Regions from separate parts of the Mus musculus genome. Here region 2 is linked to region 1. The links are chromatin contacts, called in public HiChIP or PLAC-seq maps. All regions are on one chromosome and are shown on one strand. The core of a region is the stretch at or near the end of the contact, and the rest is flanking DNA. Distances in the headings are between cores, read along the strand shown. Region 1 has its middle 38 kb from the start of Nenf. Region 2 overlaps Traf5 (TNF receptor-associated factor 5).

The links. HiChIP or PLAC-seq counts read pairs in DNA pulled down with a chosen protein or histone mark.
Region 2: a contact with region 1 is called in an H3K27ac HiChIP or PLAC-seq map of bone marrow-derived dendritic cells, with 3 times the contacts expected there. The contact joins two enhancer-like sites. A contact is called at or near these places in 10 of 39 promoter capture datasets (3T3-L1-derived adipocytes, the C10 cell line, embryonic stem cells and 5 more), 4 of 484 Hi-C or Micro-C datasets (the HL-1 cell line, embryonic stem cells and pro-B cells) and 2 of 115 datasets of contacts at active chromatin or transcription factors (bone marrow-derived dendritic cells and double positive thymocytes).

Annotation. Positions count from the first base shown.
Region 1 is chr1:191,278,078-191,282,719 of GRCm38.p6, forward strand. No RefSeq gene overlaps it. Among named protein-coding and RNA genes, the nearest start is that of Nenf, 38 kb to the right of the region's middle. Within about 2 kb of position 3,279, at least 90 of the 459 cell types and tissues checked have an H3K27ac peak or open chromatin away from gene starts, as enhancers often do. A contact at or near this core is called in bone marrow-derived dendritic cells, where this site is marked.
Region 2 is chr1:192,078,573-192,083,358 of GRCm38.p6, forward strand. The region is part of intron 1 of Traf5 (TNF receptor-associated factor 5); the gene reads right to left. Among named protein-coding and RNA genes, the nearest start is that of Traf5, 12 kb to the right of the region's middle. Within about 2 kb of position 2,654, at least 15 of the 459 cell types and tissues checked have an H3K27ac peak or open chromatin away from gene starts, as enhancers often do. A contact at or near this core is called in bone marrow-derived dendritic cells, where this site is marked.

The sequences.
Region 1 (4,642 bases), core at 2,029-4,528:
AGCACTGGCCACTTAACCTGCTTTAGTGCATGGCCTCCTCAGCTCTTAACCCAAGGAGAAGGAGGCAAGAGACCCATTCTCCAAGCCACAGGCCAGAGCACATTTCCCCCTGGAGTGTCTCAAACCTTTGTGTACACAGAATCCCCTAGAAGGTTCAAGAAGACAGAGCTTGGTGACCCCCACGGCACCTGACTTTACCATTTGGTAGGTCTGAGGTGGGGTCAGAGAGGTCACATGTCTAGTAATTTCTCAGGTGATGTAACCTATGAGCTCAACTTGTTGACTGCTGTCTGTGTGCCCTCCCTCACCATTCCTGATGACTGGCACTTGTGATGGGCGGGGGGCAAGGCGAGGAGTAGCCTCTGGTGAGGCTCTAATCTGTTGAGGGTCTTCGGCTCTAGACTTCTCCTTTTCAGCCAGTTAATTGAGTGTGAACTTGGGGAATCACCTACCTTCCCTCTAAGTTGTATGTCACATGAATAGAAAGCTTCTGACACCAGCTGCTCAGTACTTGAAAGACTAACCCTCTCTCTGCCTAACCCTCTCCAGCAACCCCCGCTGAGGCCTTGAGTCTGTTTCTTTGCCTGGTGTGAGGGCTACAGGAGCCTCCCTAGACCTGCTCCCTATTCACACTGGGCCTTCAGTGAAAACCTGTGGTGTTTCTCAGTTCTCCCTGGCACATGGCCCCCTTCCCGTCATGCAACAGATACAATAACAACAACAACAATCTAAGTACACTGGAGCTGGGCAGTTGGCTCATTGCAAGTGTGAGAACCAGAGTTTGGACCTCCAGCACTCAGGATATAGAAATGAGAGGTCAAACTGGCAAGCTAGAGTGGCTGGATCAGCGAGCTCTGAGGTCCAGCAAGAGACCTTACCTTAATACATAGATAAGGTGGAACCCAACTGAGGAAGACAGCCAACATTAACGTCCTGGGGCCTGCACACACACACACACACACACACACACACACACACACACATGCACGCATGCACGCACGCAAGCAGACATACACACTACATGTGCACATACACATGTAGAATCATTAGATATGAAGCCAGAGAAACTCACTGGTTGCAACCCAAGTGTGATGAAGATTTGTGTCACTGAACATGGAGAAGGAGGGCAGAGCCGTCCTGCAGGATGGGTGGATTCCATCTGAGGAGAGGAGGGGCGTAAAGGCTGCAGTGTGCCTGCAGAGTGGAGGGCGGAGATTGTCACCTGCCAGAGGTCTAAGGATGAATGCTAAATGACTGAGAGGTGGGGAGGGGTGAGAGAGGGTAGGGGAGGGTGTGTAGGGTGGGTGGTGAGAGGATATCCAGAAGGTGGCTACAGTGGTCATGACAGGAGGTCCAGGGTGGTGGCTGTGGAAAAGCATAGGAAAGGTGTGAGCTGCCACCCGCTGACCCTCCTACACTGGAGGTAGTCCAGGCATCAAGAATGGCTTGAAATGTGGACTAAGGTCCATATTTTAGGGAAGAGAAGGTATTTGGTGAGTGTGTACAGTGAGGAGCTTGGATAGGCCCCTGATTAATTAGAGAAGCCCCCGACATCCTGTGAATCTGCTGTGGAACACCCCACAGTGTATTGTGTATTGGGCTGCTACATTGTATAATAAATGTGCACCATTGTTACTTACCAATTAATAGTGATAAAAGATGTCCAAGCTATCGCCTTCCCAGAGCTCTTAGAATGCATGGTGAGATGTTTACTGTTACAGTTTATATGTATGTATCTTGGTCAGGGTTTCTATTCCTGCACAAACATCATGACCAAGAAGCAAGTTGGGGAGGAAAGGGTTTATTCAGCTTACAATTCCATAGCACCAAGGAAGTCAGGACTGGAACTCAAGCAGGTCAGGAAGCAGGAGCTGATGCAGAGGCCATGGAGGGATGTTCCTTACTGGATTAAGACAGTAAGTCTTTCTGCACAAGTGTAGTACACTGTGTCTGTGCCTGCTGCCTATGGGATTCAGAAAAGGATCTTGATCCTCTTGAGCTGGAGTTATGCATGGTTGTGGACCTCCATGGGGTTGCTGGCAACAGAACACAGGTCCTCTGCAAGAGCAGCAAGTGCTCTTAGCGGCTGAGTTTCTTTTCAGCCCTAAGATGATTTGTTTTAAACATCAACTTGACCCAACCTAGAATCACCTAGGAAGAGAGTCCTGAGCGAGGAATTTTTTAGATCAGGTTGGCCTGTGGGACATCTGTGGGAGATTGTCTTGACTGTTAGGTGAGGTGGGAAGATCTGCCCGAGTGTGGGAGACACCATTTCTCAGGTTGGACCCTGCACTGTGTGACAGAACTGTCCAAGAGTGGGCTGGGGCGATGGCTCAGCAGTTAGGAGCATTGTCTGCCCTTGCAGAGGACGTGGGAGCCAGGCTTGAGTGAGTACAGAGAAATACACACAGGCAAAACCCTCATCGTAATAAAAAAGTTAGAAGAGGGACGGCAAACAAGCGTGTTCTCCGTGCTCTGCACTGTGGGTGTCGGTTTCTGCCCTGACTTCCCAGAAATGGCGGACTGTCACCTGGATTGTAATCCAGATAAACACTCCCCTGACTTGCTTTTGGGCATGGTGCCGCAGCCTGGGATGAAGACAAGGGAAGACTGAGGGTGAAGATTTAGGATCAGAAAGCATCAGGCAGAGAAGGCCACGGCCAGGGTGGCCCTAGCTGTCACCGGGTAAGCCTGTAGCCCCACGTGTGCCCATGAGAATGGCACTGCACTCAGTTCAGGCTTGTTGGGGAGTGAAGAGTTCAGACTCACTACACAGAACCCTGCCTCCTCCCAGAATGCACAGCAGCTCTGCACTGTGTGCCTGGCTCCCTGACAGGACTTCCCCACGAGTGTCCTGCCCTGGAGTTTCCCGAGCACAGGCTCCAGCAGTCCTGCCCTTTCCTGTCCACTCTCCATAGATCCAGGACAGGATCCACACAGGGGACCCCACTGGGTCCTTGGGTCCCCTGGACGGGATTCCTTCCTAGTGCACTTCGGGTAAGATGTGACCGGCAGACTTGTGACTCCCCATCCTTCTGAGTTTAGATAAGCTCTAGCTGTTTACCTGGCCAGCTCGCTCCAAGCCTGTGAGATACCCGGAATTCTGGGTAATGGGATAGGAAAAGATTGCTGTGATCCAGACCTGCCCAAGCCCACCTGTCCAGAGGCTCCCTGTTACCCAGTGTTTTCTAGTTCCCATGGTGACCAAGAGCACAGAGCAGGGTTGTTATTGTTCCTGGAAGAAAAGGGAAGGACCGAGTTTGAGACTGACGTCCGTCTGCCAGTGGGCAGCTGAGTCACCCTGCCATGGCTTGGCCCGTCTATAGAGTCACTTCCCCATGGTCTAAGGCTCCCACTGGCTTCTCCTCCTCAGCGAGAGCTAGTCCTCTGCCCATGTCAGTAAACAAGCACCTGAGACCAGTACTTGTGTGCTGAGCGCAGCCCTCAGCCCTATGCATGGCTAGCAGAGTGGGGAAGGACATTACTGACAGACCAACACTCTGCTTCCAGGGCGTAGGAGCTGGTGGGCAGGTACAGACCCTGTCCTTGTAGCACAAGGTCACAGTTGGTTTCCAGGACCTCCTTCACTCTGCCTACCTAACCTTGGCCATACCATTTTGCCTCAGCAGAAGAAACAGAATTACCTCGTCACTTCCTGGTATCTGGTCTGCCCCCAGAAGACCAGGAGCCACCTCCAGATACCACTGATACATGGACTTGGGATTAAGTTTTCCAACACATTTTCCTCTGGGGTGGCGGGACATTCAGACCATGGCCATCTCCTTCTGTCGCTGCATGGAATGAAGAGCCTTCACTTCACAGACATGGAAGAGAATAGAACAAAAGATTCCACAGATCAACTCAGGGTGGTGTCAACAAGAGACAGCAATGAGGCGGAACACCCGGGTCGCCGCTAACTCTAGCTCTCAGGCTGTGCTGGCCACTGGCTTTCCCTACCAGAGGACGGTTTTGACGGGCAGACACAGTCACTGCACTAGTGGGTGCTCACCGTGACAGATCAAGACAACTGTGTGGTATGCACTCCGGGTTTCAGTCTTCCCGGACATCTAACCAACCTGGGTTTTCTGGGCCATGGGGACCCAGGCCATTTTCTATGCTGACCCCTGCCTGCGCTTTTGTCCCCTACAGAGCTGGTCTGAAGCACAGTCCTCTTCCCCGTGCATGAAGACCAAGAAGGGTGATCATAGAACCGGTTCAGTGGGTGAGATGTTTATCTGTAAACACTACAAAGAACAGGGCCCAGAAGGCTTTTCGGGGGAGCCACAATCAGTTTCTCAGTCTCTGCTGTGTGTTGTGTGTATTTGTGTGTGTTGTATATGTGTCACATGCATATACACATAGACATGCTACATGGATACATTATCAGATTTTAGTTTTATGTATATATGTACAATATATGTGCAGTGCCCAAGAAAGCCAGAAGGGGGTGTTTGTGAGCTGCCATGTAGGTTTTGAGACTCAAACCTGATTCTCTTAACCACCCTCTTGAGCCCCAGGTAGCACATTCTAATCCTAGCATTTAGCATCAAATGTCTCATAGCTGTGGGTGGGGCTTAATTAGCCCTCTAAGTCTCACAGGTGAGTGGACTAGATCCCAGAGTCAGTGCAGCAAGAGTTTTGA
Region 2 (4,786 bases), core at 1,404-3,903, 800 kb after region 1:
AAGGCCAGCGTTGGGGAGGAAGAATGACGAGCCAGGAGGGTGGGACTTTAGTTCCTCAGAGAAGTGTGATTTCTCTCTGGCTGGCCAGGAAGCCTCTAGTTCCTCATTTCCAACAGCTTACCAGACAGGGTTGCAGGGCAGCTCTAGAGCTACTACCCACACTTGTCCTGAGCCATGCCTGCCTTTGTCCCCTAGTTGGGAGGGATGATTCTGGGGAACACTGTCTTCTCTCAAGTCAGCCACAGCCAACCAGGGATATTTTTAAGTCTCCAGGAAGTCACAACAAAGCTTTCCCCTCAAAGGCCTGCTTGACTCCAGAGCTTTGAGCCTCAACTCTGTGTCCTCACTGTCTACAAACTTCTCCTGGGACAGCCATCTTTTATTACACCCCACCCACAGAGCCAGCAGTACCTGACTGAAAGCACTCAATTGGTGTTTGGTGAATAAGGTCAAGGAGAATAAGGGGAGGGGTAGGGGCCTCACATGACGTCGTGGTGCAAAGGGGCTGCTGGATGCAGGGCAGGACAGGTCCAGCTGAGGGGGACTTTAGAAAAACATGCATGGACCCCAGGTGCTAGAACTATGTGGTAGGAGGCAATGTCTACCTGTGGCTTGCTACCTCACACACCTAGCTTGTTTTAATCCTGACATTCCTGTGGCATACATATTACCATCATTCCCATTTTTCAAAGGAGGAAACTGAGGCTTGGAGGGATCCTACTTCAGGAAGTGGTCAATGCCCCTGAGGAATCAGCAGGAGCCACAGTCACTCCAGGCCCCTGCTTCCTCCCGGCCCACAGGGAGGCAGTGTATGTGGGTGGCACCCCATGGGTTCTGGGGTGGACCAGTCTGGATTCAAATTTTGGTTTTACACTGCATAGTCTTATGAACTCAGGCAAGTTACTTTGTCCCTAGGCCTCTCTGTTTCACACAATAATTAATAGTGACAGTGTAGCAACCTTGTAGGACTTCTGAAGAGAAAATAACACGATGTGCAAAGAGATGGCTGGCCTGCTAACTGCTTTTGTAAATACAGTTTTATCAGAGTGTAGCTGGGTTAATTTGTTTGCAGATGTTACCATGGCAGAGCTGAGCAAGCTAACTTGAGATTGCAGGGCAGCACACATCCTATAACAGTGACTATCTTCTCCCTAAGGGAAAAGCCAACTGACCCATGTATGTCTACATGAAAAGCGTTAGGAGGTGGGGAGGGGCACAGAATGCACTGCAAGGGCTCTGAAGATTATGAAGTATGTGCAACCCCACCCCCACTGGCTATCTCCCCTCATTCTCAGGATAATATGTCTACCTGACATGTCCAGCTGCCAGGTTCAGGAATCAAAAGTGAATAAGAGGGGCTGGAGAGATGATGCAATGCTTAAGAGCATTGGCTGCTCCTGCAGAGGGCTCAGGTTTGAATCCCACTACCCACATGATAGCTCACAACCATCTATAACTTCAGTTCCAAGGGATCTGACACCCTCTTCTGACCTCTATAGGAACTGTACACACACATGGTACTCAGATACACATTTGAAAAAAACACTTATAAATCAATCAATCAATCAATCAGCCAACCAATCAATCTTTAAAAAGGAAAAACCAAAACCAAAACCAAAACCAACTGACATATGAGTGAGCTTTTCATCTGGTACCTGCTGCCACCCCTAAATGAGTCCAAGGACTGCTCTCTGCATCTAGCTCCCTTCAGTTAGCTGTTTCCCTTCAACCCAGAGCTGTGGGGTGTGTGTGTGTGTGTGTGTGTGTGTGTGTGTGTGGTGGGCATGTGTGTATGCGTGTGTTGTGCATGTGTGTGTGTGCAGGTGAGTCCTGTCCTCAGGCCAACCTCAGATTAGTAGCACCCCAGCCACACAGTCCACCATTTTTCCCTCCCTAGCATCAGGTACACCTGTACCCACACGTGTGCAGGCATATACAGTGTGTGTGTGTGTGTCCATGTGTGTGTTTGTGCTTGTGTGACATGTGTGTGGTATTTATGTGTGTATGTTTGTGTGGTATATGTGTGTGTATATATATATATATATATATATATATATATATATATATATATAGTGTGTGTGTGTGCTTGTGTGGTATCGTACAATGTGTGTGCACATATGTATGTGTGGTGTGCATATGTGGACAGGTATGTGTACAGGGGTGTAGTATATGTGTGTATACAGGCATGTGTATATTTGTGTGTGGTACATGTGTGTATATACATATATGTATATGTGTGTGTGCAGGTGTGTGATATATCTGTGTGTAAAAGGGTGTGTGTGTATATGAGCAGGTATTTGTGTGTGGTAAGTGTATGCAGGTACATGTGTGTGTGTGTGCATGTGCAGATATGTGTGTGTTGGTCTCAGGCCAACCTCAGACAAGCAGCACCCTCGGCCACACAGCCCACCATTCTTCCCTCCCCAGCCCCAGGGACACCTGTACCCATATGTGTGCATGCATATACAGTTCAGAGGGTGACCTCGGGGTTCATTCCTCAGGAGCTTTCTCTTTTTTCTAAATTGAGGTCTCTCGTTGGTTTGGAGCTAACTACTTAGGCTAGGCCAGCAGCATGTTACTGACTGAGCCATCTTCCTGCCTGAGTACTCTGCTGTTACCACTGTTTCATTTCTCTATTTTCCCTTCATGGCTAGTTTTCTGACCCATTACCCAATGCATTGCTTAGAATTCAGCTACACCAGATCATCCAACCACTCAGTCCTTCAGTCAGCTCCTGTGTGCCAACCATCCCTTTGCTAAGAATCTATCCCTACAGACATACTGGGAACAAAAAGTATTGCTGAGTCGGCCCCAATTTCCCACTCCTTGGCCCTGCCCAAAGGCTGCCCTCAGCCTAGAAACATCTCCCAGCCAAATGTTCCATACTCCTTCTCATACCTGGAATTCTGGGACATTGTTTATAGAATCACACCTTCCCGTAGGTACCAACAGATCCATCCCTTATCAAATGCCCCAGCACCTTTCTGATCTTCCTTGCCCTTCTGAGCACATCTGTATTCTGCTCCTGAATAAACTGGGGTATGGGGCTGAGTCATCTGGGGTGAGGGGTAGGCACACAATAGCCCTCCTGCTCTTTGCATTGGTGGCCTGTGGCATGTTCCCCTTCAATCCTCCTGGCCTTGGGGACACTGAGCTCTTAGATTCTCCTCCAAGGCTGACCTCATCTTCAGGGTTACTTCTCTGCCCTTGGTCTTGCCCACAACTCCCACATCTCATCAGAAAGGCACTCTTCTCTGACTCAGACTGCTTCTGAAGGCAGCCTGGCACCCCACTCCATTGAATGGTGGGTCTACCAGCCCAGATTTACTGTTTTTTCTCTTCTCTCCCTTTCTGGCTATCCGAGTTGTTCACACAGACAGATATACAGGGCACATAAACATGGAATGTGGGATTCCAGTGACCGTGTGAGCACAGAGCTTGGATACACAGTCAACAACCAACATGCTAGATTTAGCTGAGAATTCTGAAGCATTTTCAAGTGAGGATTGGGCCCCTGATCCACTTTCCATGATCTGGAGGTGATCTGAAGGAGGGGAAGACCGTTCTAGTCAGGCTCTAGAACATGCAAGGCAGTGACCACAGTGACCCCGTTATTTGCAGTTCTGCTGTCCATGGTTTCTATTACCTTGACCAACCAATGTCTCAAAATATTAAGTGGAAAGTTCTAGAAGTAATTCATGAGTTTTAAGCTGCATAGATGATTTTTCAGTAGCATGTTGAAATCTTATGCTTTTCTAGCCTATCCTGCTTGGGAAATGAATCTTCTCTGGACAAAGGGACATTGCCTTAGCCTAGAGCATTCAGGTTGTATACACTACCCACCCATTAGTCACTTGGAAGTTATCTTGGTTATCAGATCAACTGCTGTGATTTGTCAGAGTTCAAGCAAACTTTGTTGCACATGAACAAGTAATAATACTGGCAGTTTATTATAGCATTGTTCTGTTCTGTTTATTATTAGTTGTTGTTCATCTCTTACTATGTCTAACATGAATTAAACTCAATAATCTATATAGGAGAAACATAGTAGACATAGGTTCAGTATTATCCAAGGTATTGGGCAACCATTGGGCATTTTGGAAGGCATCCTCCAATACATAGAAGCCTTGGCTTGACTGATAGTTACCAAAGGTCATATTCCAGCTCTGTCTTTTCATTGATGCCCCTAGCTCAGTAATACAGATCCATCCTCAAAGCTGGAAGCTGGCCACAAACATGAGCTGAAGCATTGAGGTCATAGTTTAAGAGAGGCTGATGGGGAAACCACCTTTTAACTGGTAGGGAGGCCAATATGGCCTGGAGCCATGGTGAAAGCAAATCGAGCAAAGGTTGGCACTCACAGCCCAGCCTCATGGAGTGACACACCCCAGATGCCTGTGTGGTGGGCATTCCAGGGTTGGCTCCAACACTGTATCCCTTAGATGAGACTTTGCACTGCCCACTGTCATGATGGGTGGGCTGGATCAGAACCACAAGAGAGAGGAACAGTGGGGAATCCAGTGAGGAGATGTAAGAAAAGCAGGCAGAATGAATTTGGGGTGGCTTTTTCCTCCTTCAACCAGCATTTGGGATATCGAGGCAAGAGGATACTGAATCTAAGGCCAACTGAGATATATAATAAATAACAGACCAATAAAGAAAAAGGAGAATGTCCAGGAAAATGTTCTGGCCCAAGCATTACCCACGTAGAGCTCAATTCCAAGGCATATATATAGTTTGATTTTTTAAAATTATTTATTTTTATTTTATGTACCTGGTGTTTTGC